Regions from separate parts of the Mus musculus genome. Here regions 1, 3, 4, 5, 6 and 7 are each linked to region 2. A link is a contact called in public HiCAR-type, Micro-C and promoter capture Hi-C data. All regions are on one chromosome and are shown on one strand. The core of a region is the stretch at or near the end of the contact, and the rest is flanking DNA. Distances in the headings are between cores, read along the strand shown.

The links. Promoter capture Hi-C pulls out the DNA fragments that hold promoters and counts their contacts. Hi-C and Micro-C count contacts between places; a contact is called where the count stands out from the background. HiCAR-type assays count read pairs that join an accessible place to other places.
Region 1: a HiCAR-type map of kidney shows a contact between it and region 2, with 4 times the contacts expected there. The contact joins the enhancer-like site here to the promoter of Sarm1 in region 2. A contact is called at or near these places in 2 of 39 promoter capture datasets (hippocampal neurons and pre-B cells), 2 of 15 datasets of contacts at CTCF or cohesin (embryonic stem cells and large pre-B cells), 1 of 484 Hi-C or Micro-C datasets (embryonic stem cells), 5 of 115 datasets of contacts at active chromatin or transcription factors (embryonic basal ganglia, forebrain, kidney and 2 more) and 1 of 9 other capture datasets (liver).
Region 3: a contact with region 2 is called in a promoter capture Hi-C map of pre-B cells. The contact joins the enhancer-like site here to the promoter of Sarm1 in region 2. A contact is called at or near these places in 2 of 39 promoter capture datasets (embryonic stem cells and pre-B cells) and 1 of 9 other capture datasets (embryonic stem cells).
Region 4: a contact with region 2 is called in a promoter capture Hi-C map of pre-B cells, with 2.3 times the contacts expected there. The contact joins the promoter of Ksr1 here to the promoter of Sarm1 in region 2. A contact is called at or near these places in 4 of 39 promoter capture datasets (embryonic stem cells, hippocampal neurons, liver and 1 more) and 2 of 484 Hi-C or Micro-C datasets (CD4 T cells and CD8 T cells).
Region 5: a contact with region 2 is called in a Micro-C map of palatal mesenchyme, with 1.9 times the contacts expected there. The contact joins the enhancer-like site here to the promoter of Sarm1 in region 2. A contact is called at or near these places in 1 of 484 Hi-C or Micro-C datasets (palatal mesenchyme), 4 of 115 datasets of contacts at active chromatin or transcription factors (astrocytes, embryonic basal ganglia, large pre-B cells and 1 more) and 1 of 9 other capture datasets (liver).
Region 6: a contact with region 2 is called in a promoter capture Hi-C map of liver. The contact joins the promoter of Sez6 here to the promoter of Sarm1 in region 2. A contact is called at or near these places in 3 of 39 promoter capture datasets (fetal liver, liver and neutrophils) and 1 of 9 other capture datasets (adipose tissue).
Region 7: a HiCAR-type map of astrocytes shows a contact between it and region 2, with 3 times the contacts expected there. The contact joins the promoter of AU040972 here to the promoter of Sarm1 in region 2. A contact is called at or near these places in 2 of 39 promoter capture datasets (HPC-7-derived erythroid cells and pre-B cells) and 1 of 115 datasets of contacts at active chromatin or transcription factors (astrocytes).

What each region holds. Positions count from the first base shown.
Region 1 is chr11:79,227,877-79,231,429 of GRCm38.p6, forward strand. The region is part of intron 1 of Gm30470 (a long non-coding RNA gene); the gene reads left to right. Among named protein-coding and RNA genes, the nearest start is that of Gm30470, 5.0 kb to the left of the region's middle. Within about 2 kb of position 1,560, at least 52 of the 459 cell types and tissues checked have an H3K27ac peak or open chromatin away from gene starts, as enhancers often do. A contact at or near this core is called in kidney and liver, where this site is marked.
Region 2 is chr11:78,495,801-78,499,367 of GRCm38.p6, forward strand. It overlaps Sarm1 (sterile alpha and HEAT/Armadillo motif containing 1), which reads right to left and starts at 1,954. Exons shown (of 9, transcript NM_172795.3): 1 at 1,189-1,954. The coding sequence starts at 1,658. It overlaps Vtn (vitronectin), which reads left to right and starts at 3,320. Exons shown (of 8, transcript NM_011707.2): 1 at 3,320-3,567. The coding sequence starts at 3,550.
Region 3 is chr11:79,285,538-79,289,359 of GRCm38.p6, forward strand. No RefSeq gene overlaps it. Among named protein-coding and RNA genes, the nearest start is that of Gm30561, 18 kb to the right of the region's middle. Within about 2 kb of position 2,519, at least 111 of the 459 cell types and tissues checked have an H3K27ac peak or open chromatin away from gene starts, as enhancers often do. A contact at or near this core is called in pre-B cells, where this site is marked.
Region 4 is chr11:79,144,841-79,148,943 of GRCm38.p6, forward strand. It overlaps Ksr1 (kinase suppressor of ras 1), which reads right to left and starts at 1,633. Exons shown (of 19, transcript NM_013571.3): 1 at 1,215-1,633. The coding sequence starts at 1,439.
Region 5 is chr11:79,012,171-79,016,081 of GRCm38.p6, forward strand. It overlaps Ksr1 (kinase suppressor of ras 1), which reads right to left. Exons shown (of 19, transcript NM_013571.3): 19 at 1,270-3,911. Among named protein-coding and RNA genes, the nearest start is that of Gm11201, 9.5 kb to the right of the region's middle. Within about 2 kb of position 2,356, at least 15 of the 459 cell types and tissues checked have an H3K27ac peak or open chromatin away from gene starts, as enhancers often do. A contact at or near this core is called in palatal mesenchyme, where this site is marked.
Region 6 is chr11:77,928,841-77,932,514 of GRCm38.p6, forward strand. Sez6 (seizure related gene 6) reads left to right here and starts at 1,999. Exons shown (of 17, transcript NM_021286.4): 1 at 1,999-2,274. The coding sequence starts at 2,220. Gm11190 (predicted gene 11190) reads right to left here and starts at 448. Exons shown (of 3, transcript NR_033549.1): 1 at 418-448.
Region 7 is chr11:79,481,191-79,485,332 of GRCm38.p6, forward strand. AU040972 (expressed sequence AU040972) reads right to left here and starts at 2,841. Exons shown (of 4, transcript NR_045305.1): 1 at 2,756-2,841; 2 at 2,448-2,528; 3 at 2,194-2,374; 4 at 533-1,222. All of the region lies in intron 36 of Nf1 (neurofibromin 1), which reads left to right.

The DNA of each region.
Region 1 (3,553 bases), core at 310-2,809, 730 kb after region 2:
TGACTGGTTTTGTTGGTTTTGTTTTGAAGACCGCGTCTTCTGTAGCCTAGGCTGGCCTAGACTCCTGAGTACTGGCTTTCCTATGAAATTCTAGACACTGCTGACTTTTATCCACATCACTGTAGCTAATGTGTCATTTTAGTGTGTGACAGCTGAGAGATTTATGTTTGTTTTTTGTTTTCAAAGTTTTACTTGGAGTTCAGATTATCTCCAATTTTCTTTTTTGTTTTTCCTTTCCCTTCTTCTCCTTTTCCTCCTCCTTCTCTTCTTCCTCCTCTTTTTCATCATCATCCTCTTCCTCCTCCTCTGATTTTTCAAGACAGAGTTTTCCCAGCCACCCTGGAACTTGCTCAGTAGACCAGATTAGCCTCTGCCTCCCAAGCGCTGGGATTAAAGGTGTGCGCCACCACACTTGGCTTGCCTCCAACTTCTTATCCTTTTGCCTTAGTCTCTTGAATGCTGGGATTTTTTTGTTTGTTTGTCTTGTTTTGATTTTGAATGCTGGAATTACAGTTATATGCTACCACATCCATGAGGATTTTTGAAAACCATGCTGATTACAAAATATATCTTAGTTTCAGTTAAAATGTGATGGTGGAAGGGGCCTGGAGAGATGGCTCTTATTTCTCTTTCAGGGAATCCCAGTTAGGTTCACAATACCTGTGTCAGATGACTCACAACTGCCTGTAATTCCAGCTTCAGAGGGTTGGGTGCCCCCTTAGGACTTCTGAGAGCACCCACTTGCATATGGCTTGCTTGTCTCACACACCACACACACATACACACTCTCACACACAAATCTTAGCTGAGTACTTGTAGTGCACATCTTTAACCCAGCACTTGGGAGGAGGAGGAGGAGGTAGAGGCAGAGGCAGAGGCAGAGGCAGAGGCAGAGGCAGAGGCAGAGGCAGGTGGATCTCTGAGTTTGTGACCAGCCTGGTTTACAAAGTGAGTTCCAGGACAGCCAGTGCTACACAGAGAAACCCTGTCTCAAACCTCTCACCAAATGAATAATTTTTTAATGTAAAGGATGGTTTTATTTTGAGAGAGGGTCTCATTTACATCAGGGTGGCCTTGTCTTCACAAGCATTTGATATGGCGCCTGGCTTCTGGGAGAAGAATTAAAGTCTAACTTTCCTCAGGGTCATGTGACAAGCATGACTGAGCTTTGTTACTGATGACGATGCCGGCCCTGCCTTGTTCTGGATTTGGTCCACTCCATCAAGAGCATCTGTGAGCTGACACAGAGAACTTACATCCAGTCCATTCCAGCCTCGAGGACTCTGTCCAGGTCATCTCTGGACCAGTGAGGCCAATCTTGCTGGTACAAGAGGCTCCTGCGGCCTTGGTCAGGTGTTGATCAACGAGGGGAGTTTCGAGGCCAGCTTACTTCTTTTCTTGCCTTCAGCCCAGCCCAGCCCTGCAGAATCCTGCTACAGCCTGCTTGAGTTAGATTTGTCACATGGGCAATAAAAATGATTTGTTTGAGTGATATGTGTACCCAAGGACAGCAGAGCGGAGCAAAAACCTAGCCAAGCTCCGGTGTAATTTCCCTGGGCACCGAGCAAAGGGCAGGGACCACAGTCACTCTGTGTGGTTATTTCAATTGCCTCGTTATATTCAGGGGTAATCCTTGTTTGTTTTTGTTTTTTTTTTTCCACAATCCAGTGAAAAGGGTAGGGTGTGTTGGGGAAGGGTTAGCCTGACATCATGGCTGGCCTCCCCGGGAAAGGCGGGGAGGTGTTGGCAAAGACACAGCGGAGCCTGGCTGTTTTCTTCCTAGCATCCGCTCACAAGCATTATGAAGAAAAAACAGGAGTCTGCATTCAGCACCATCTTGGACCTTGAGATCATGTGACCGCCTCCACCTAGAGGAGGGAGTTAGCCTCATGGCTTGCACAGACATCAAAGGAAAACAATAAAACTTCCCAGAACTGCTGACCAGCAGCAGGAACAGTAAAATGCACCCGTGGTCAGTGCTCAACCAATGTTGGTAACACATGTCAAGTAGCTGCCAGGACTCAGCACTGCAGAAAGGAAGGAAGAGCCAATGCCACTTGTGTGGAGACATTATTACATCATTCAACAGCCAATTGAGCAGTCAGTCACAGGAGTCTTCCTCAGGATAGCAGCCTCAGTCACCATGTCAGCGACATCCTTTGGGCAGCCGTCTATGGAGTGTGGCATCTGGCCAAACTGCTATATGCACACCCTCTTGCTGGGAGCCAGATGGGACCGAGCCCAGCCAGCTTGGCTTTGGCCAAGCATTGAGCAGCATGACCCAGTTGAGGGATCTGCTTTCTCCACACAGCACAAGCTGGGTGCGTGGCCCCCAGGTCTCTCATCCAAACCTCCCAGCTCGGGCTATGTTCATGTCTGCCCAACCGGGACCGGGGGTCTGGTTCCTGATCAGTCCTTCTGACCCAAAAGCCAGGCGCCAGCAGCTCCCGTGAGAAGGCGACAGAATCTCCTCAGGTGTGAGGAATTTGGCTTCTAAACAAGGAATCAACATCTAAGAATGATTAACTTATTTGAAACAGGGCTTTATTCGAAAGTCCAAGGAGGGGGTGAAGAAATGAGATCGCGTAGGATTCCGTGGCAAGACGGCAGTGAGCTGGGGCAGCTTATCCGGCACCACCGAAGGGGCCTGACGAAATTGAAGAAAACAAAACAGGCTGAGAGAAAATAGAGGCAGCGGGGTGGGGTGGGATGGGGTGGGGTGAGGGGGCCACCTCTGACTTGTGGGTTTCCTGACCACTTTCCAGTTACTGCAGACCCTTGCAGCACAGAAGGCTCACACGAGTCGGCTGGTTCTCTGCCCAGCTCTACCAATATAATATAATATCATCCAAGAGGAAACCTGACCCCTCTGCAGAGGCAGGTATAATGGGGCGTGTCACGGACTTTCATGTTACCGTGGCCAAAGCTCCTGACGGAATCAACTTAAGGGACAAATATCCTGTGTCACTTGGTCCAGCAGGCAGAGAAGGCATGACGGTGGGAACACGAGGCCACAGTTGTTCACAAGGTGGCAGATTAGGAAGTAGAGCTAGGCCAGAGGTAGGGGTAGGTATAACCTCCACAACTCCCCTGCATTCAGTGACCGGGTTCCACCAAACAGACCCTACAACCTTTAGGGGTTACAACATTTAAAGTAACCCTCAAAACCAGCCTGTGGAGGGATTTTCAGGTTCAAACCTTATTAGTAGAGGAGCACACAGACAGAGTGGCTAGCTTTGTGTCTTAGCAGGACTTCTTCCCGGCTCATATCAGGAGGCGTTCTTGCAGGTCTGTTTGCCCTGTTGTCACAAATCACACAGAGACTAGGTAGGTGGTTTAGATACAACGCACCCTTCTCACAATTATGGAGGTTGCAAGTCAGACCCAGGAGCCAGCACGGTTGGGGACTGGTGAAAGCCCCTTTCACTCCCTTCTCCTGTCTTAGCAGTGTGGAGGACTTATAAAGGCACAAATTCCATTAAGCGGGCTCCTGCCCTCATGACTTTTCCCAAGTCCTCACTTGCTAATGTCATCTCATCAGGATGAACAACAC
Region 2 (3,567 bases), core at 704-3,203:
GTATTATGGGACCAGAGTTGAAGATCCCTACACTGTTGACAGTTCATGGGTGAGAGCCAGTGAGCTAGGATTCTGGGAAGTGGCTGCAGCATCACCCTGGGGAAGTCCAGAACTGCCAGAATGGGATGGCAAAAAGAGGCACCGAGGAGGCTGATGGGTGGAGAATAAACACAAAGCCCCCGTGTGTTCCCTGCTTCTCTCCCTTCCAGTCTTGTCCCCATGGATGAAAGCAGAGCCCCGGGGTTTCTGGGGAGGGAGCATGAGGGATAGCGGGACTTGTGCCCTGTCCTTGGTCCTGAAAAGGCATCCGCATGTGTTTGGGGACTTGTACACTAGATAGAGGTTACTCTCTCAGAGCTGTCAATAAGTAAGGATAGTCATTTCCATTCCTGAAAACATATCCGTATGTTTGCATCATGTTTCCTGCACCCACTTCCCACAGGTACCACCAGTTCTAACTCCCTGACCATACCAAGCCAACACCAGCCAAGCTGGGCTCCAACACACTCAGCAAGCACCTACTCCATTTTCCAGTTCTCCATACTCATGGCCTATCCCAGTCAGGACAGCGGATATTAGATGAGAGGGGTTAAGCAAGCAGAAACCTACCTTGGGTCTCCCAACCCAAATCATTCTGTTTGTGCATTTTTTGGACAGTTGTGTAATTTCCACATATCAAAGGTGATCAAAAATGCCAGAGAAAACACGTCGTGACACTTGTGAGGGCTGCGTGCTGAAAGCGACTCTTCTAAAAATTCTGAGCTGAGAGCCTGAGATTTTGGTGAAAATTAGTGTGACAGCCTGTTTTGCTCTGGCACCAGAAGACCGGGAAAGTGGGCCCTTCAAAGGCTTCATAATAGTTCAAAAGGAGGTCTCAGGAGGTAGGCAAAGGAGAAGCAGTCAAGCAGTTTCCCATAGGAAGGAAAGATACCTCAGTTTTCTCTGCCCCTACTATTTCGTCCTAGCAAAAACAAAAACAAAACAAAACAAAACAAAAACCAAAAAACTTTCTGTTCCTGATCAGACGCTGCAGAATAAGGTCATGGCTGCCCTGGTGAGAAGGTAACACAGAAAGACACCCAGATGCACGGGAGAATTATGGGCTTAGGGCAAAATCAGCAATGGGATACCGTCTCCAACCACCTTCACTGCCCTGGCAACCCCACACCTCACCCCACTCTCCCTCACCGGTTCTCAGCCACCAGGATCTGCTCCAGCAAGCGCGCGGCCTGCACACGGGTCTCTAGCTCCGGTGCCTGAAGCAGCCGCAACAGCAAGTCGAGGCCACCGTCCAGACGTATAGCATCGCATAGACCTTGGGCCACCTCGCGGCCCACGGCCGGCAGCAGCCAGGCTTCCTCTACCAGCTGGAAGACCTCGGCGAGACCCGCGCCCACAGCCCGCGCCGCGCTTGCCTGTTTCAGCTCGGACAGCGCCTGCTGCAGCTCAGGCAGCGAACGCTCCAGGGCGCCTTGCACCTCAGTGCCCACTCCGGGCGACACTTCGCGAGACCCGCGACCGCCCGCAGCCCACCATGGGCTGGCGCCACCACTCCGATCCGGTCCGGGCACTGTCAGCCGATCGGCGCCCGGCCGTGGGCCTGACATGGTGAAGAAGCGGCACAGTTTGTAGGCGGAGAAGAGCAGCGTCAGGACCATGGGCGCTGGGCAGCAGGGGACATGCCAGGCCTAGAGGGGCGGGGCCTGGCAGAGAGACCCCGGCCTTGGGAGGAGAAAGAAAAAAAAAAAAAAAAAAAAAAGCAAACAGGATCCGGTAAAGGTGCTGGGCTACAAGTGTAGAAGCAGAAGGAGGAGGGCAGCTCCGGGACTCAGCGACTTAGGAAGGGCATGAAGGGAGAGAGAAGCATGGACCAGACGCGGGAGGGTAGAGACGCCGGTGCCCGGAACAAAGCGCTGCTCCAATCTAAGCACAGCGGAGCTAAGATGCTCAACAGCAACCACGCCTCTGAGCAGCAGAGTCAAGGATTTGACGCCCCGCCTCTAGGTTTCACGGGCTCCGCCCCCGACGCAGGCGCAAGCCCTACCCCAGGTCTCCAGCCACGCCCACACCTGGCTCCGCCTCCTCTCCCCAGTCTCCCCTTGGTGGTGTGCAAGATGCTGTAGAAAGGGCTGTAAAGAGCTGTCTTCCATTTCCTACCGCTCGCTCGGCTCCCCAAAATGTGGAAGCAAGCTGGCTACATGTATCCACGTCCCCTCCGGATGGTTAAAGAATCGCAGTTGAGATTCTTAAAGCCCTTTAATGCCGGTTTCCACTTAGGCTTCACGCGTCTGTAGGGAGTAAAATTTAGTGTTTCATTTTGCCGCTGAGACTACTGCGGTCCATAGAGAAGAGACACCAAAGGCACGCTCGCCTGTGATTACAGAACAGAAAACGGAGGGGCTTCAGAAGTGTGCCAGTGCTTGGAATTTGGCCCAAAACCTGGCACTCTACCCCAGTGAGCACTTTCTTTATAGAGAAATCCCACTTAGTATGTGAGTCTAGAAAGTATGCCCAATGAGTCCATTTTTTTTTTAAAATAAATGAGGTCATTGAAGGTGTGGCCAGGGTGGTCCCCCGAGGATCAATGGATTAGTGAAAGCCTCAGGAATGGGCTCTGGGACTGGAAAGATGGCTCAGCCTTTAAGAGTACTTGTTCTTACAGAGGACCTGGGTTTGATTCTCAGCATCCACACGGCAGCTCATAACTGTTCAAAACTCCAGTTCCAGGGTATTCAAAGCCCTCTTCTGACCTCCATAGACACAAGACATGCATGTGGTGCACAGATGCACATGTGAGCAGACACTTATACACAAAACATAAAATAAATAAATCTAAAAAAAATAAAGAAAGAAGAATAGACTCTGACCCACTACTTCCTATGCTGTAACACCCAGCTTAGAGAGAACAAGGAGAGGCCAGAAATGAAGCTTTGTTCTTTTATGAGAAGAAAAGAAAACCTCCCCCAAAGTGCTTGCCAGCTCTCCCCCAACCCCCCTTCTTGCCCCAAAAATCCAGATTCGAAGCGGGGGGTAGGATGGGACAAGCACCTAGCCTGATCAAACAGTAAATCGATAACGGCTTATGGGAATGAGTTGGAAGCTACTCCAGGCACGAAACGTTTTGTCTGTTCTAGCTCACGGAATCTCTCAACACCTGATGAGGCAAGGCACCATGGTCCCACTTTATAAAAAGTAAGGCTCAGGGAGATTAACGGGACTGGCTCAGAGGGTGACAACACATGCTTTCTTTCCACCTCCCCAGCTAAGCTAAGCGTGTTATCCCTCCTGCCCGTGACCCTACTGACTTTGGTCTTGGCGAGGGTTTTCTGTTTCCCAGCTCTCCTGGGGCTGGGGTTCTGGGAATGTGACCCTTTGCTGCAGCTGTGTTTGGAGGAGGGCAATGGGGCTGGGCCAGAGGATGAGCAAATAAAGGGCAGAAACCCAGGGAACTAGGAACTCTTCTTCAGTCTGCTTCTTTTTTCAGGCAGGACAGCGAGATTCCAGAAGCTCCGCGCCCAGCTTGCCAAGGCCCTGGGCTAGAGGCCTGCCATGGCACCCCTGAGGCCC
Region 3 (3,822 bases), core at 1,269-3,768, 790 kb after region 2:
GTCCTGACCTCCAGGTTCTCCCAGTATCCCTCAGTCCCTACCTAGCATACCCCACCCCAATCCCTGAGCTTTCCAGCCCTGGGCTGGGCTGCCCTTCCACCAGAGGCTCTTTGCTATATAACCCCGACATTTTGGTTGCTCCTTCTTCTCCCTGCCTCCTTTTCCTTCACTCTAGAGGTAAGCTTTCTCTCTTTCTCTTCCCCCTCTTCTCTGTTCCCCTTCCCATGGAGACTTCCCTGGCCTCCCTCCTTGGTGCCAGTGAACTTGCCCCCCCTCTCCCCCAGAGAGCAGCTTCCCGATAAACCTGTGTGTGTGTGTGTGTGTGTGTGTATGTGTATATATATATATATATTTAAATCTGGCTCATATTGGCTCATTTCACCATCGGAGAACTAACTTATCAAGATGACTCTATTCACAGGAACAGTGCAGAATATGAAAACCATAGAGAAAAAGAATTGTGCTTGTCAAGAGCTGAAAAGATGAAGTAAGGTTGGGGGAATGACTGCTCTCACCCTTTCTTTGTTGAGACAAGGTTTCATCCTGTAGCCCTTGACCCCCTCCTGCCTCCACTTCCCCAGTCTTGAGATTACAGGTGAATGCCATCACACCAATGTAGAACAAAATATTTCTCTAGTGGGAAATGAGAGTGTCCTAAAATTGTTCGCAATGATGGCTACACTACCCTGGATACAGTGAACAACACCAAAACATCCTCTTTGTTGGTGGTGTTGGGAGTTGAAACCACGGCCTCTTACTTGTTATACTTGTACTGTACATCTCACCCAAACCCTCAGCCCTGGATTGTTGTCTACTTGAAATGGGTCAATCCTACGGTCTTATCAGTAAACGGCCTGTCTGGCAGCCCGCTTCCGGTTTCAGGCAGAGATCTCTCCAGTTTATTTTAGTTCCTTTATCTTCCTAGTGAGATTAGGATCCACCCAGCCAGAAAACTAGTGTTTCTTTGTTAAAGCAGCAGGCCTTGGGCCTGACATTTCTCCAGCTAGGTAAACATCAGGGATGCCAAACAGTGGGCTGGGCTGGCAGCTGGTCCACAGCAACAGGGGTTGTGGGAAGCCAGCAGGGAGGGCCCCCACCAGTCTTCTGGGGGCAGAACACCGAGGACTTCTCTTTCCTGGTGGGCCAGTACGAGGCAGCAAATAGGAAAGCACTTCCGGAGGCAGCGAGGGACGCTACAACTGGGGAGTAAGAGCAAGCCTACTAGAACACTGAACCCACCCCCAGCAGACTCCACCTGCCTGTCTTTACATTCTGCACATCTAGTCTTCCACTGCCCTAAGGGTTGGAAAGAGGACTCTCTCTACTCTCACTTTACCCAAAAATCACCTCGCTTCTGCCGTCGGAATTCTTTTTTTTTTTTTTTTTTGTTTTTTGTTTTGTTTTGTTTTGTTGTTTTTCGAGACAGGGTTTCTCTGTATAGCCCTGGCTGTCCTGGAACTCATTCTGTAGACCAGGCTGGCCTTGAACTCAGAAATCCGCCTGCCTCTGCCTCCCAAGTGCTGGGATTAAAGGCGAGTGCCATCATGCCCGGCTGCCGTCTGAATTCTTAACTGTCCTATGGAGTAAAGTGGCAATATCCCGGACATTCCTGACAACGACTAGGAGGATGCTGGTGATCTGCCAGCATCCTAACACGAACCCAGCATTGGGGTGGGGGTGGGTGTGTGCGTGGCTCAATGGTAGAGTGTCTGACCATCATACTCAAGGCTCTGGATTCCATCTCCAGCCCAGCAAAACAAACAAAAATCCATACCAGAGAGAGCCTGGGGCCTCCTGGAAGAGCCAGCTCCTTTACAGAGTGCTGGAGCCAATTGTAACTGTTGGGAAGTGGAGGTAGAGGCATAGGCAGACTTCAGTCATCCCCCTGCTTCCTGCAGAGGTCAGAGAAAAGGGGGGAGGGGCCAAGCGGATGCCACATTAATGAATGGGTCTCCTGGCACTCCAACTCATCCAGATGTATGACTCCCTTTTCTCTGAATTCCGGAGACCAGGTTAGCAAGTATCTAGAGCCTGGGACTCATGGCCTTAGGCACTATCACCAGTGAATATATACGCCCATCCCACCCCCTTAACCCAGCCCTCAAGAAATGCCTCCCTCTTCCTCCCTAGACATATTTAGACTCGATTTCCCAATTTCACTTCCTGTGTTGCAATTTCCCTAAGCATGTGACTTAATGTTTATCAACTGTCACCAGGCAGAGGCGGAGATGGTGGAGAGCGGCCTCCTACATTGCCTTCCTAGTCCACAAAAACTAGACCCACCTGTCCCCCTACCCTGGCCAGGTGTCTCCTCCACGTGTTTGGTTCTAGGATCTATGCTTTTTGTTCCTAGTGACAATAGGTCAAAGGTACTGGTATTCTTGGCTTTAACCACCTAGCTTTCTTTTAAAAAAAAAAAAAACAACAAAAACTATTTAAAGGTCTACCCACCCACCCCACCACCACCCACACCCATGCACGCATGCCCGCACACATGGGTTTCTTTGCAGATGATATCCCAAGAGGCCTTTGTTCCTGAGGTTGAGTCTCACTTTCAGGCTTCCTGGTGGTCCTGGAGGACATTGCCTGCTGAATTCACAGTTTGGGCCCTTGGTTTGAAACCAGGAACTGGGACAGACAGGTCTGCTGTCATTGAGCACTGGTGTGAGCAGTTCTCACTGGGTGTAAATGTTGACACCCAGAAGTCACAGCAAGCAGCACACTTGAGGAAGGCTCAGGTGTTCAGGTGATCACTATACTGCAGGGTCCTCCTCTGGGCCCCAGGGGGGTGACAGGAGACTCCAGTTAAGTCCAGAGAGGGAGCTAGCTTGCTGTGTTCTTAAGGCCTCACCTTTTCAAAAGGCACCCAGCGCCTTAGGCAGGTCACTTACCCTCCCAGAGCTCATTTGTCACACCACACGGTCTAGGAGACTCCAGGTCTGAAGAGGCCACAATTTTCCCATCATTTCTGTGCTTCTCTCCATAGTCTCGTTCACCCTTCAGTTTAATGGAGTGTGTTGTTTGTCTTTCCTGTAATAATGGGACTGTAATTCAGCCAAGAAGTTTGATGGGCTATTAATTTTATTACACCATCAGTCTTGATTCCCAAACATAGGCTCAGATGGGCTCTGGCTTTAAAAGTCCAGGGACCGGAACTCTGCACTAAAAAGAAGAACGCATGTATGTGCAAGAGGGCCTGGGCTCTGGAAATGATATCTTCATTCTGTCTACGGCTGGCATGCGCTTCACTCATGTTGGCTGGAAGTTTCTAGAATGAAGCTGCTGACCTGTGGATTGGGACTCATGTGCTACCCTCTGTGCACATCACAGACACACCACACACCACACCACACACACACATACATTAAAAGCCAAACAGCTTGGTGCTGATGGCACATACTTGTAATCCTAGGATTTGGGAAGCAGAGGGAGGCAGATCTCTGTGAGTTTAAAGCCAGCCTGGCAGCCTGGTCTACAGAATGAGTTCCAGGACAGCCTCAGCTTGGGAAACAAAACAAACAAAACAAAAACATTGCTTGTTCTTCCAGAGGACCTGGGTTCATTTCCTGACACCCATTTGGCAGTTCACAACAGCATGTAACTCCAGTTCCAGGGCATCCGATGCTTTCCAGCTTCTGAGGGCATGAACATGGTGCACAGACACACAATCAGGCAAAAGGTTCATGCATGTTAAATAAAAATAAACAAGTCTTTAAAAAGAAGAGTTACAGTAAGCTTAGAAAAAAAGTCAGCCAGGGAGAGGCAGAGCCTGGAAGCCACTGTGTCACACAATACTGAGTGACATAGAACAATTCGCAGTGT
Region 4 (4,103 bases), core at 383-2,882, 650 kb after region 2:
GAGCATTTTGGATCAAACAAGGATTCAGGCTTGTGGTGCGAGAGGAGGGAGGGCTGGTCTTGTAATAATTACAGCAATCATCAGCTGGCTCTAGGACAGCTGGCAGATGCAATTAGCAATTGTGTGTGTGTGTGTGTGTGTGTGTGTGTGAGAGAGAGAGAGAGAGAGAGAGAGAGAGAGAGAGGAGAGAGAAAGGGTATTATGTATCTAACAAGACATCCTCAGACCTACAGAAACCAAATGTGGCAATGCCAGGGAAAGGCCCTTCTTAGGGAAAGAGTTACTAAATAACCCCTTCACTTTCAAAGGTCTTCCAGTCTCTGGGCAAAAGCAAGTTGGGAAGGCACTAGTTTCCCCCCCAATGTGTAAGGGGGTGGGGGAGCGTCCCCTTCTGAAATGCCAACCACCTTTCTGGCTGGTTCTTCCAAATCGTTTTAATGCTGCACTTCCCAACTGTATAATTTGAGAGAAGAGAGCTCACACATCTTGTTTCCTCATTGCACTCCAGGTTATCTCTGTCAGCAACCCCCTTAAGTAGCCTGTTCTTACCAAAGGTTCCCTTCCCCAGTATAATCCTTCCTAGGCCAAAGCTCAGTGTTTGGGGTGGAGTAGGGAAGTCAAAGGGTAATTTCATTTTAAGCAGTGAACCGCTGTGACATCTCCAAAGACAAGCACCCCAACGCCTGAACAGCAAAAATGCTGTTTCAGCAAACACTTTTTGAAAAGCGGCAGAGACCTGGTGGAAAGGAAAGAAACGGACAACAAGGAGAGTGGGGAGTGAGGGGAAAGTCAGTGCCACCGATCGATCGACGCTCACACTTCAAGGGACGTCCCCCACATCGCCCCAGCCCACGCTACCGGACTTAAAGCACACGGAGAAAAGACCGGCGCGTGATTCAGTGGGACAATGACTACTGTGGGCACTGGAAATAGGGTGAAGGCGGAAAGGGGTTTGCAGTGGGGTGCCCTGTGCATCCTACTCGGCACGCTGGTCTTCGAGACTCGATCCAGTTCCACGCTAACACCCCCCTCCCCTAAATTCTTCCAAAGTGAGAGCTGGTCGTAGGTCCTCACGCTGCCGCATCAGAGAGCTCGGGAAAGGGAGGAAGACTCCAGCCAGCAACCCCGCTGCAGGATGCAACTCGGGAAGGAAAGCAGTGGGGCGGCTCCCGGGCCACCGCCGGGTCCGGACGTGGGGCGCAACGGCCCCTTACCTCTAGGGTCCGGATCTCCTGCTGTGTGAGGTCGTTAGACACTGAGCACTTGGTGCGCAGCCCGCGCAGACTGCCGATGGAGATATCGATGAGCTTCTGCAGCTGGCCGCACTGCTGCAGCGCCCGGCTGACGGCGGCCCCTGCGCCCCCGTCCGCCGCGGCGCCCCCGCCGCCGCCCTCCTTTTTCTCGCCCATCGCTGCCGCGCGCAACGCCGCTCTATCCATGCCTCGGCATCGGGGCCGCTGGGGGCCGAGGCGAGGAGCCCGGGGACACGGGCGCCTCGGCAGGAAAGCCCCGAGCCAGGAAGGCTGCACTAGGAGCGCCCCTTGGCGCCGCCTAAGCCTGCAGTCCCGAAAGCCTGCTGCCCAGTCCGCTCCTCCTCCCGCCCAGACGCGGCGGCAAAGCGAAAGCCTCCACTACCCGACGGCTGTGGTTGTTGGAGCCTTTAAGCGACAGCGGGGGCCGGATCGGGGCCGCGACGCATTCTGGGACTTGTAGTCCGCGCATCGCATCTGCTTTCTGGCCCGCGCCCTCGGGGCCCCGCCCGCACTTCGGCCCCGCCTGACGTCTAGAAGGGGCTGCTCTGCGCCTGCTCCAATTCGTGCGCGTCGTGGTCTAGGGAGTTTGATTCCTTTACCCCCATCTCCCACTACTACACCCTTCTCACACACGCAAGCGCACACACATCAGTAGCTTTCCGAGACTGGCGAATGGGGTGGGGAAGGGGCTGATGGCTCAGACCCAGATAACCCCTGTCTTGTAGGATATTGAGGGTCCTAAAATTTTTGTATGAGTTTAGGGGTTACCATGTATGGGAATGCGCTAAAAGTGTAGCTCAGCGGCAGAACATTTGCCAGGCAAACACAAAGCCCTAGGTTTGATTCCCCAACACTATCAAAAGAAAAGAAAAAGAAACACCCACCTTCATCAAAATCTCACAACACCCGACGAGGCTGTGTTTGTGTTCACATAGAGCTTGACCCTGAATTGTCACACCAAAGTTACTGTGCAGGCAAGGAGAAAGGACTTTCTTCTGTGTTCTATTTACTCAACAAAATAAATTTAGTGCCCCCCATACCCTGTAGATGCCACATGGGCAAAATATTAATTTGTTGAACAGTTCTAAGAGTTTCGAGCCAGAGAGAACCTGGGTCTACCCAGTATGTGAACTTGGACAAATAGCTTTCCTCTGAGTGCCCAAGTTTCCCCTTCACATCAAATAGGGTAGTCATAGCCATCTAGTCTAGAGGGTTTCTTTAAAAAAGTTATGTTTCTAACAGCACCCATATTAACTGCTGGCATGTGCGATCAAGTATACATGCTAGCTCCTTTCTAACTTCACACTATCTAGATGAGACCCTGAGCCTCAGCAGTCAGTGGTCTTAGCAGTGGTGTTTCCCAGTCTGCCCTAATTTAAGCTTTACCACACCTGCTCATTCTCCTCTCCCATCAGTCCACCTCACATGTTCTAGCAATAAAAATGAAGTGAAAATGAGCCAGGTGGCAGTGGCACTCTGGAAGCAGAGGCAGGAGAATCTCTGTGAGTTCCAGGCCAGCCTGGTCTACAGAGCAAGTTCCAAGACAGCCAGGGCTACACAGAGAAACCCTGTCTCGAAAAAAGAAGTAAAAACTGAAGTCAAGTGTACACACTTTTAATCCCAGCACTCCAGAGGCAGAGGCAGGAGGATCTCTGTGAGTTCAAGACCAATCTGGTCAAATAGTGAATTCAAGACCAGCTTGGGCTACATATATAGTGAGGTCTTGCCTCAAAAACAGTGTTGGGTTAGACAGATAGCTCAGCAGTTAGGAGCGCTCGCTCCTGCAAAGGATGAGGAGTTCTGTGCCCTGCATCCGTGTGATGGATCACAGCCATTTGTAACTCCAGTTCTAGGGATTCTGATGCCTTCTAACCTCTGTGAGCACCAAGTAGTCACATGGCTACACATACATGCATGCAGGCAAAACACTCAGACCCATAAAACAAAATTAATCGAACAGAGCTAAACAAAAAGAATTACTGGGGCTGGCGAGATGGCTCAGTGGTTAAGAGCTCCGACTGCTCTTCCGAAGGTCCCGAGTTCAAATCCCAGCAACCACATGGTGGCTCACAACCATCCGTAATGAAATCTGATGCCCTCTTCTGGGGTTTCTGAAGACAGCTACAGTGTACTTACATATAATAAGTAAATAAATAAATCTTTAAAAAAAAAAAAAAAAAAGAATTACTGATACAGGTAGGTGTGGGAGCTCACATTAATCCCAGCACTTTACAGGCTGAGGCAGGAGAATTCTTTACTTGAGACCGACCTAACCTATCTAGTGGGACCCTGTCTCAAAGGATTATGAAGATACAACAATCCCCACTCTGTGAACAAGACCCCTCTGGTGTACTTACATGTTCCCAGCCCTTTCTGTTACCACAGCCCCACTCCAGACCCTGTATACGAGAAGCAACTACCTTGAAATAAAACTGCAATGGTGGTTTTCAAGCTTGAACAGTGTCACAGTCAAGGGGAGGGCTCCTTCATCCTAGAATGAGAGACCCAAAGCCTGTAGTTTCCTGATCCATAAATCCAAGCCTGGGTCTTGAGATTTGCATCTCTAGCAAGTTCTTAGGGGGTACTGATGCTGCAACTGTAGACAGCATGCTTTGAGAAGCCACAGTGCAGAAGGTCCGTGGACTTCTCAATCTCTCTCCACCTTGTTGTTTTGAGGCAGGGTCTCTCACTGAACCTGGAGGTTGTCAGTTCTGCTCGACTAGTTGGCTAAGAAGCCCCAGGAATCACAGACATGTCTTGCTGGCCCACCTTTGACATGGGTGTTAGAGCATCAAATTTAGGTCCTTAGGCTTGCATGGCAAGCACTTTACTAACTGAGACACCTCTCAA
Region 5 (3,911 bases), core at 1,106-3,605, 520 kb after region 2:
GAGCCGACTCCCCGGCTTCAGCACTATCTTTTGAACACAGGAGAGGGTCAGTAACTGAGCAGTAAGATCTCTGGCTTCTGATGAGGGGTCAGGGTCAGATCTGAGCTGTCGTCTCTGTATCCCACAATTGGGTCAATTCCTTGATCTCTTTACCCCGCCTTCCCAGCTGAACACCATGAGTCCTACTTCACAGCATGGTTAGGAGGGTTTACAGGAAGGAGAGAGATTCAGAGTGGAAGCCCTCACGAATTGTTCCTTTTCTCTTGTCTGTGCTGCTTCTGCCAACCTCCAAAGCAGCTCTCTGTACCTGTGAGTTGGCAATGGAGAGGCTTCCAGAGATCAGAGACCAATTCTGCTCCCCCTCCTTCATGGGAAAGGCACCTTAGCTAATAGGAGACCAACTGGGTCTGCATTACACATTCTGTGACTGCTGGGGTCATCACTGTCTCTCTGGGACATAGTCCTGCTGCCTCCTCCTGTCTCCTGTTTAAAGAAAATTGTGTGAGTGTGTGGTATGTGCATACACACATGAGTGCAGGTGTCTATAGAGGCCAGGGTTAGATCTCAGGGAGTTGGGGTTACCGACACCGGGCACTGTGGTGGTTTGAATATGCTTGGCCCAGAGAGTGGCACTATTAGGTGTGGTCTTGTTGGAGGAAGTGTGTCACTATGGAGGTGGGCTTTGAGACCCTCTTCCCAGCTCCCAGTTTCCTTTGGATGAAGATGTAGAACTCTCAGCCCCTCCCTGCCTTACCTGACTGGATGCTGCCATGCTTTCTGCCTTGATGACAATCGATCAAACCTCTGAACTTATAAACAACCCTCAAATATTGTCCCTTATAAGAGTTGCCTTGGTCATGGTGTCTCTTCAACAGCAATGAAACCCTAACTAACCTAGGCTCTGAGAACTGAACTCTGGTCCTCTGCAAGACCAGGATGTGCTCTTAACCACTGAGCCACCATCTTTCCAGCCTGTTCTGAGATCTAGGCATAACCTCCTCTCCCCCTGACTTCCTCCCTCCCTCCCTTCCTCTCTCTCCCTCTCTCTGTTAGGGTCCCATGTAGCCTCAGCTGGCCTGGAACTTACTATCTAGCTGAGGGAGGGCTTGAACTCTTGATCCTCTGATCCTGCCTCCATTCTTTAGGGAGGTTCATTAACCCCTGGCAGGGTTCAGACCCTGTGCCCTCCATTCTTGCCCTCCAGTGCCAGTTACCCACATGGTCCCCAACAGTCATCTGAACTGCTCAAAACAAACAGGAGTCTCCAGATACCTTGGTAAACTTTATTCACACACTCCAGACCCCTAGGCCTGGCTGAGCCACAGGGGACATTCATTCTTAGCAGTGGCAAAAACCCCAACGTAACACATTCATCAAGACTAACCATTTTAATTTAAATTAAAGCATTTCTGGAAGACAAATGCAATTGATAGAAAATATAAAAACTTTTACTGTACAAATTTTACATCACATTCAAAATAAGCAAATAAATGTCTGCCTCGTGGCCACAGAAGACGCTAGGTGTACACACTGATGATATCCTGGCCAGCGCTGCAGCACAGCGTGGCTGTCCCACCCCACCCTGTCACTACAGAGCAACACAGGTTTGCCACTCCCTGCCTGGACCAGGAAGACAATGGCCGAGGGCTCTGACTGGATGCATTAGAGCAGCCCAGCACTAGCTAGGATTCACTACTTGCCACTCTGATGGGAAAAGGCCTCCCTCGGGGTGAGGCTGGGAACCCAGGGTGCCTGGTAAAGGGCATCACACCTTAGGTGGGCAGGTTCTCCGATGCTTGGGCCTTTTTCACTGCCTTCATAGTGGCTACGCGGGCTGAATTCACAGTATCTGTCATCCTTCATGTGTCTCCCAGGAGACGAGGAGAGTGCGCAGGAGGCAAGCTTTCCTAACTTCAATTCACAGTCACTTAAGTAGAAAAGGAAGTGGGGGCCACGGTGGGAACTCTCTTACAGGAAGGGCCGAGCAGAGGCAGGACTTGGGAAGCAAGGAGGAGGGCCCTAGAACTATAGCTCCACTGGGGCAGATGGCAGCCCCAGCACACTGGCCCCCAGAAGATGGTCAGCTCCTTCAGCCAGGGGCCACTACTATTCCTATCTGGTTCTCAGCCAATGCACAAGACCATATTCAATGCAGGGCTCAAAGCTTTCTCAACTGTGATGTTCACAGCACAAAGCAAGACCCAGGCTTGCTGCTGTCAGTAGGCTGTGTGCCGCTTGCTGTGATTTGGTGTCAGGGGATAACTGAAAAGGGTTAACTCAGCTGGCAGCCTGACGGTTCACATTCTACCATGAGGGGAGGCCAACATCACAACACTTACACAGTGAGAGACCGGCCTGAGCCTCAGGCACTGTGGCCTCTGGGATGGTGCAGGCATGAGACTGCCAGAGGCAGGGGGCACACACAACTCGGTTTTGGAGTAGGGAGGTCACGTCAAGGGCTAATGTGGAAAGCTGAAGGGGTAGAGAAATGATTGGAGAGCCCACGCAGATCTGAACAGAGGCTCACGGCTCTTCCTCCCCACCCGGAGGTAGGGTCAGAATGCTACTGTCCCAGCTCTCCGGTAGTGTGAATAACTGTGCTGGGGCCTAGGGGAAGGGGATTTCCACAACTTCTCAGAGAGTGGCCTGTTTTAAGAGACGGCTGGAGCAGACTTGGGTGCTCGGAGAACTGTGGCTTTACTGGGAGTTTTAACTGAGAGGGAGCTGCAAGGCCACTCCACAGCGGGACTCAGCCCGTGGGTCTCCGCTCCATCCCCATTTCTTTCTTCCTCTGGTTGTGGAGTCTGATGCTGCTTATCCTCCGCTCAGGGACCACCCTGCTCAGCAGCTGACAGTTCCTGCCAAGCACATCTGACCCCACCCAGTCCAGCCCCTCCAGCTCATAGGAATGAACACAGAGGTCTGCGGCTCACATCAGAGCCTCCCTGACTGATGTGCCTGGGCGGTCTCATAACCCGATCTGAGCTCAGAGCACACACAGGGGTCAGAATGGGCTAAAAGGTTTCCATGAGATGGGGAAGGGAAGTGGTGGTAGGTCTAGAACCTTCTGGTGTGACAGACAATGGGTTTTAAGATGCTAGGGCCACTGCAAACTGCTTCTGCCAACGTCCCTGTTCTCCTTCACCAAGAACTTACTGTACACACACCCGATGGGCTAGCCCTTGGCTCTGGGGGAAGGGGGTCAATGAGGCATTGGGGGGGGGTGTCTGATGATAGAGGCTGAGTTCCACAGCCTTTGTGCCTACCTGGAGGCCTCAGATAAAGAAGTGGGTGTCTCCACAGATATGTGGCTATCCCTCCCCCCCTCCCCCCCGCAGTAGAAGCCGGGCTAAGATCCATCAGATCAGTCTAGAAGCCGCTGAGATTCTGTCTGTACTTTTTTTTTTTTAAGGGGGAAAAAAAAAAAGCACAACAGGCCTGGATCAGAGCAGAAACTGAGTCCACTCTCCAGGAACTCTGATCCCCGTAATCCAGATAGATTCCTAACTCAGGCTGCTGCTCCTTAGTGTGGTTCTCGGCCCAAGCACAGGCCAAGGCAAACCTCCTGCCACCTGCCCTTTTCCGGGTACAGCCCACACCCACGCAGCTTTTCTTTCATCTGGCTCAACCCTGGGCCTCTCACAGCTGTAGGGTCTTCCAGAACGGGGGCTGGGGACATCCGTGCTGCTCCACTGTGCCAGCACCCTTCTGCAGAATGATCTTCACCTACTGTAAAATACCAAGCTTGCCAGGCAGAAACCTCTGTGTAAACACTGGCGGTAGTGGTATCATCTGGAGTTGCGTGTATGGCTGCGATCCTGAGCTCCACACACCTTGGTGACGCACGCACGCACGCACGCACGCACGCACGCACGCACGTCCTTTAGGGAGGAGACACGCTCCCAGTCCGC
Region 6 (3,674 bases), core at 749-3,248, 570 kb before region 2:
AGCCATGTTTACCAGATCTTCAGTAAAGAATGACAGCAAACCGTATTATTACTCTAGTCATGCAGTGCAGATCCATTCCCTGGGTTCAGGAGAGAGTGTTGTATCCTGGGATTGTAGTCTGCAATGGACTCCCTCTTGTATCCCAGGCAGTCAGGAAGGCCATGTTGCAGGTTCCCAGAAAATTTCCTTACCTTTCTTCTTATAGGTAGTCCCCAGCTCATCCAGAGCCCTACTGCCAAGATAGTCGGGTGAGACCTCCAGAAGCCTTTAAGTCAGGAGGAACTATCCTGATAGATCAGGTTCATCCTGCATTGTGGCTCAACCCCCTTTTCCCAGAGCTGTGTAGTCCTGAAGGACCCAGGGATGTGAGAAATGTCAGGAATGCCTGTGAGAAAGGAAGAGCCTCATGGCACTCACCCGTTTCCAGACTTCAGTCAGGCACTTCTGCGCCTGTTCTCCCATTCTGTGGGCAGGTCTTGTTTTCCCTTTCCTCCGTCCCTCTCTCCTGGCTTCTCCACATTTCTGATCTTTTCTTCAAAGGCTCCCCTACCTGCCATCCCTTCTGCTACTCTCCTTTCTCTTCCAATTCACCAGACAACTGTCCAAAATCCTCACCCAGCATCTTCCCCAGATAACTCCACATGCCACCTGCTGCCTGGGATTCTTTACAGCAAGCAAGATGGCTCCCCAGAGCCCACAAAAGGATCTACAGAGCATCAAAGGAGCAAAGCTGGAAGACTGTAAGGACCGAAAGACTCTCCTAGGAATGAAACTTAGGGCAGAAGTCACTTGCTTCCAGGATGAGATGGGGGAAGTGCTGTGGACAAATTGTTGGGGTTTGACCCACGTTCACATGGAAAGAACTCAACATTAAGCTGCCCTTTGAGGGCCTCCTTCTTCCTCTACAGATATTAACATCAGCCACGTGGTTGTGTCCTGTTGAGTCCACTGAAATTCAGTAACAAGCCTAACCATGTCCCTTGGGTCTGAATAATAGCCTCTAGTTCTGCACAGCTATGGCTAGCCTGTTATTGGCCCATGGCTTACTGGGGTTCCTCAGGTCACAAAGTCATGGGATCTTATTTTTCTGTGCTATTGACTATTCCAACTACTCTGGGGTTACTGCCCCTTCTTCAAGTTTTCCTCCATCTGAAACAATCAGCTACACCTGGTGGGTTGAAGGTGTAGCTCAGTGGTAGAGCCCCTCCCTATCTATCAAGTATGGAATCATGTGCCAGGTCCTGGTAAAAAAAAAAATGAAAATTTAAAACTAAAACAGTCATAAAGACCCCTGATATTCATGCTTATCCCATTTTCTTCGTCAGTTCCAAGACCGAAGCTGGTATTGGCATAAAAGATCTGTGTTCCTGTGGCTATTCTTGTTCTACAGAGGAAATAGAGGAAGCAAGGTCTGGAACCCCATGGCTACATGGGGACCCAGGGTGCTGCCTTCAGCACCCCACAGCTTGACCCAGGTTGCCCCCTACCAAGTGGAGAATGTCTCCCCAGGACACAAGTGCCACTGGCTTTTAACTATAATATCAGGATAATTAAGCTTTTCTGTGAGCACAGTTTGCTGCTGATGCAGCTGCCTGGAGCCCTGGCATTTATTGAGCGCAAAGTAATAATTTATTGTCCTTTGTACGTTCAAAAGCCGTCTTCATTATCGGCCCAGGATGGAGCTGCCACAAGGGCAGGCGGGCCTCACCAGCTGCCTCACTGATGTGCATCTTTCCAGATCACCCTTGTAGCTGTCAGGTACCAAGGTGGGGTGGAGAGAGAGGTGAGGAGGGGGTGTTCTCTTTAATGGAGAATCCGATTAGAACCTGACACCTTGGTAAGCTACAAACCCGGGAGAGGGTGGCAAGCTTGGCTGGGCGTGGGCAGCTCGGGAAGGCGGGGGCTGTGTGCCACATTAGCAGGGCAGTCCTTTCCCCAGGGCTCGAAAGCCTGTTCTCTTGCCGCTGGGTCTTCTGCGCCTTTGCTTGAGACTTTACGGTAAGCCGCTCCTCCTGCGCCCCCGCCCCCAGCCCCGCGCGGCGATCCCGGGCGCCGACGCCAGGCGCTGGCCGTGGTGCTGATTCTGTCAGGCGCTGGCGGCGGCGGCGGCGGCCCCGCTGCTCTCCCCGGGACCGGCTCTGCCCCCCGCGCCCACGCCTCTCCCAGTCCCCAGTTCCCCTACCGCGGCCCCGACCCGGGGCGCGGCCGCAAGCAGCACCATGCGCCCAGCAGCCCTGCTGCTCCTGCCCTCGCTGCTGGCGCTCCTGGCTCACGGTAAGGGACCCGGGCGTCCGGCCACAGGACGGGGGCGGGCGCGGACTCCCAGGGGTAGGAAAGCAAGACCATCCCGGCGCCTTGCTCCGTGCGTCCTGTTGTTCCTCCCAAGCACCACGTCCCGCCGGCTGCGCTGTCCCCGGCGCCGACCCAGCCGGGCGGGGCGCGGGCTCTACGGGCGGGAAGCCGCCGCGGCTCCCGCCATTCGCGCCCGGCCGAGACCTCGCCTTTAATCATCTCCCCGGATCTAATGGGATTTCTCTGCTGCAATTCATCACGCCACCCCCTCCCCGCACACACGCGCTCTCCCGCGCGCTCCCTCGCTCCACTCCAGGCGTCTAGGGGCGCCCGGGCGCGTTGCGGGGGGGGCGGCAGGTCGCGGGTGCAGAGTCCGGACAGCCCAGCTACCAGCCCGCCGTTCTGCCTACCCCGCTGGTCTCCAAACTTCGCTCGACTTTGCCGCTTATTCTGGGTCCCTCGTATCCTCACTGCAGAGGAACTGGGTCGGGTGGTGGCCGGACCCGGGACTGGGACATCTCTCACCTACCTCTGCCTTGACGCTGTCAAGTCAGGATTGGAACCTAGAACACAATTCTGGGGAAACATATCCGGGGACCCTGAGAGCCCACTGCCCAGCCCCTCGCTCTTCTCTGGGTTGCAGCAACTGAGGTCCTGGGACTGGCTGCCCTCCCTGAAATTCTTTTCTTGCACACAGACACACACATGCACACACGCACATGCACGGAGCGCTGCTTCTCTTCGGCTCTGCCTTCCTGCCGGGTTCTATCGACCTCGGAGCCGCAGACTAGTTAGCGGAACTCACCGTTTGTCCCAGCCCCGGACGCCGAGTCAAGTCCTAACTTCATTGATCTCGGTCAAGAAACGCTTGGCCTCGGAGTTAGCACCAAGGGAGTTTGGAGGAAAGATGAATGGGAAGCAGGAAGGGTCTGAAGCAAGTGGTCTCGGGAGTCTTCAAATGCTTAGGTCATTCTCCGCTTTTACTAATCGCCTGCTGGGGTCCGCGAAACTGCACTTTTGACTTGGGACTCAAAGTCCCTCGCCATATGGTTATGGTTCCTAGCGTCTGCTGTCAAGGAGGGAGGGAGGGAGATTTGTAACCTTCGGGCTCCATCCTCGAAGGCCGGAGAGTTTGGAGGTCAGAACAGCCAGACCAGGGCTGCTCGGGGCTGGGCTAGTACCAAGCCGCTCTTTTCCCGTCCCGGGGGATGGAGAGGGAGAACATCTTTGAATCTCTAGCTCTACCCACAAGTAGACCACATCTTTGCCCAGCCCACCTGGCTGCCCACACTGGCTCCTCCTAAGACTAGGAAAACTTGGAATTATATGTTCACCTTGCTGGGAGGAAAAAGAAGCCCACTCCAGGGATAAGAAGGGATGAA
Region 7 (4,142 bases), core at 1,591-4,090, 990 kb after region 2:
GTTCAGCTAACAGTCAAGAGACATTTTCCTAGGTAAAATGAGTTCTTAGTTCTAAGCATCTGATTTGCAAACAATCTTTTGGAACCAAGTCAATATTTACTCAGAATACGTTCCTATTATTGGATCAACTGTATTCTGCTTTAAAAAGGTCCTGGAATGATCTACTGCTATCATACTTTCATGAAAGTGGTGTCCCACAAATGGGTATGTTTGTAAAAGACTGTTGTTTATACCCTATTTGTGCTATTCAGTCTATTTAATTAAAAATAATAAAATATAAAACAGCTTCAGCTTCCCCCATACCTCTCTTTATCTCCCAGCTTCTCCTGCCCCCTTGCTTAAATGCCTCTTCCATAATTTCTTCTCTTATCTTTAATATAGACATTTGAGTTTGATTCTATTTTGCAAACATTTAAAACACAAATGTGATGTTTTGCTTATTTTGGCATTTAATAGAGCACTGCACATTTATAGGAAGGAAATGATTATATTAATGTAACATTTAAATTATACAGTTAAAACTTGCCATGGTTGGGGATTTAGCTCAGTGGTAGAGTGCTTGCCTAGCAAGTGCAAGGCCTTGGATTTGGTTCTCAGCTCAGGAGGGGTGGGGAGTGACAAAACTTGCCCAAACCCAAATCTTACTAGAATAATAATTTCTTCCACAGTAAATTAATATAAATTTTATTTTCTTAGTGTGCTTGTCATTTAGTAAATAATATGAGGTGCTGAAGTGAGCAGGCATTTGGGCTCATTTCTGCCTGAGTATGTACAAAAGAGTAAAAATACTGCACAGAAAAAGGGAGTGAGTGTTGAAGACTGGTCTGAGTGCCGTGCTCCCGCCTGCCACAGTCCCTGCAGTCGTGTTTATGCAGGGACTTGATGACCTGTTTCCTTGCCAGGTGCTCTTGGAGATGAGCTCCGAGGGCTTTGTCCCAGGATTGAGGCTTGGTCTTGATATGGCCTGTGGGCTCCTGGGGGAAGACGAGAGCATTCCAGGACTTGGGTTTCTTGTAGAATTTGAGGTGGTAGTTGTTGTGGTTGTGGTTGTGGTTGTGGTTGTGGTCATCCCAAGACTCAAGTTTTTTGTAGAATTTGAGGTGGTATTTGTTATTGTTGTTGCTGCTGTTGCTGCTATTGTTGTTGAAATTGTTCCCATAATATGAGCACACATGAGGAGCAGGGTGACAGTGAAGGAATGCTTGGTCATCGTTTTCTTTTGCTTTAAAGTGATCATAAAATTTAATACTCAGTTCACAAACACATAGACAATCACATATCTTTAGTTGTATCTCTATAGTATATTCACATAATATAAATGGACTTTTAAATTATTCATTAATGACCAAATAACAACCCTCCTTTCTGAACCTCACCCGATAACAGACTTGTTTTCTATCTAGGTCACTAACTTCAGGAATAAGCGTTCTGAATACTAGAAGGAGCTTGATTTTGTTTTCCTGTTTTGCAAACAAGTTAACCATGAGGCATTTGAACCAGTAAGAATGGGGTTGGTGTGAGGAACAGGACAGCAGCAAAGGTTCGACCTGAAGGACTGGCTGACAGACTGGGTGGGAGAGGAGAGTAGCAGGAGGAGGAGGAAGCTTCTCGCTTAGTAGTTTAAGGGGTAGCTCTACAAATTAGAATATTACTTTTAAATCTTTACAACAAAGTAGAAGAAAAAAACCAACCATAAGTCAAATGATTTCCCCAATGCTAAGGTTTCCTTCATTTTAACCTTCTTTAGGGGTAGAAGAGAGCAAAGGGCGAGCTGTTAAGAGAATTCCATAGCTTTTTAAAAAGGAAATCTAGAATTGACTACAAATGAGTCTGCCATTTTACAGCTGAGCCTACACGAGGGGTACATACAGCATGTCTAGAGATGCCTATTCTACAGTAAGCAGACTGAGAGCCTGAGTCTGAATCCTAGTTCAGGTTCTTTAGCCGGTATGAATGGTAACACAGAGCAGGCTCCTATACCAAAGGGTCAGTACTCTCTCTAGAATTAGGCTACTTTTCTCTTAGCATGTATTCAAATCTAATAGCTTGCTATACCTGTAATAAGCAGACCCCTGCTTACCATGATAAAATATTATATTTTTTGTTCAAATCTTAAACTTAAATTTTAGGAATATATACAAGAACTTCTATTTCATTCTAATACATAGTTAACCATTTTCGAGTTACTACTACCTTTTGATTTGGCAGACTAGTTTTGAAGATTATGAATTCAGCCTTTGTCTTGGGTCCTGGAGAATGATCCTGAAGGGAAGTCTCTTCTCACTCTCCGAGTTCTAAATAATATAGCTAGGAGCCAGTCACGTGCTTGGAGCCTCGCCTCTTTGGAAGTATCGGAAGGAGCGTTTCCAAACATCTAGTGTAAACAGGCAGACTTTGACAGAGATTAAGGCATTCAAATAAAATCTTTGTAAAGTCTATGTACTTACTTAAAGGATCCAGTGAATACCTCACTGCATTTAATCTTCCTGCATGCACCCAAATGGATTGCTTCATTGGGTTGACTCTAACTAGACGAATATATAATTTGCTTTGTAATTATCATGATTTCAAACCAAGTAAGAGCATTAATGATGATTTTAAAATAATTTAGGAATTTTACATCTTAAGAGATTAAATGTTGATAAATAAAGATAAAAGTACCCTCGCATGGCACTTTAAAGAAAGAATTAGACATGGAAGTGATAGTGTGAGACTCAATTACAGAAGTTTCCTTTTAAAAAATGTCCTAAGCCACCTCTCTCACGAGCTGAAGTCAGTGTTTTCCGGGGAAATAGGGCTGTGTTGTAGTAACAGCTTCATCTTCATGGCAGGCACCGTGAGTGTAGCAGGAATGGACACAAGGTGTGGTGTTGGTACACAAGGAAGTCACTGCGAGAGTGGCGGGGAACAAGCCAGTACATGTCCTTACTCTGTGCTGAGTTTTTCCCCTCCTTTGAATGAATAGGCAAATGCTTGCTAAATCTCTAACCTCACTTGTGGAGGGTAGTTGTGATCATACTTAGAAAATCAACAAAAGAAGCCTCTTGGCAACCAGAGCAGTGCACTAAGTCACTGCCTGAGATAGTGAGTGTCTGCTACCATGCCTCTCCTACTCCCTGCTTATTCTGAGAATTGACTCTAGGGAATAGAGTTGAAATGGTTGTAGTGATGTTTACTCCTTGAGCTAACTGTGGCCCAGTAATTAATTATGTTTTTCTAACCCTGACCTTTTGAATTTATTCTTTTACTCCTCCCCGCCCCTCTTTGAGACAGAATCTTCTGAACATCTGGCCTTAAACTCACCATCCTCTTCCCTCACGCTTCCAAGTGCTCAGATTACAGTGTGGCCATCAAGTCTGCCTATTCAGCTTATTATCAAGCTTCTAACAACTCAATCTTGCCTTACTTACTTCAGTGTTTTCTCCCTATTTTTTCTCAGAGTCTCTTTGTTTTGTTTTGCTTTATAAGATAGGGTCTCATGTAGCCCTGGGTCTTCTCGTAATCTGTTAATTTCATTTATCATTTAGCCAAATGACTAGCTGTCTAACCTTTGGTTTCTCACTATCTTATTTTTTTTATTAACCTTAATGATGCTAAACAAACAAAAATTATTTACCATTATCCAGCCTTGAAAGACCTTAATATTGTCATTGTGTCTGAAGTTTTTTCCTTCCTTGCTCAGAGTTCCTCCTGTGGAGGCCTACCTCTGATGTCAGTACCCTTTTTCTATGTATGAACATGCCCTAATTTTATGGTGAAGAATTAGTCATTTTAGGAAATTGCAGTTATCAGAGTCTGGGTTTTTTCTTGCCCTGCCTTCAGGTCAAGCACACCTCTTATTCTTTGTATTTTCTCTACCTTCTAGCATAGTAAGTATTATTAAGACTAGGAGACACTGGGATTTATTGAAAAGCTGTCAGTTTATTTCTGTCTCTCCAATGATATGATTAGTAATGTCTGAAGTAGCAACTATTGGTCATTTGACTTATTTCCTCTGTGTCATAAACATACGTTCACGAATCATCAGCCTAAATTTAAGAGCCCACTATTATTTTCTGGCTTCTATTTGGTAGGTCATATATACACTCATCTTTGACAACCTAAAGTTGAATCAATAGAAGTTTGACACTCAAATTATTTGG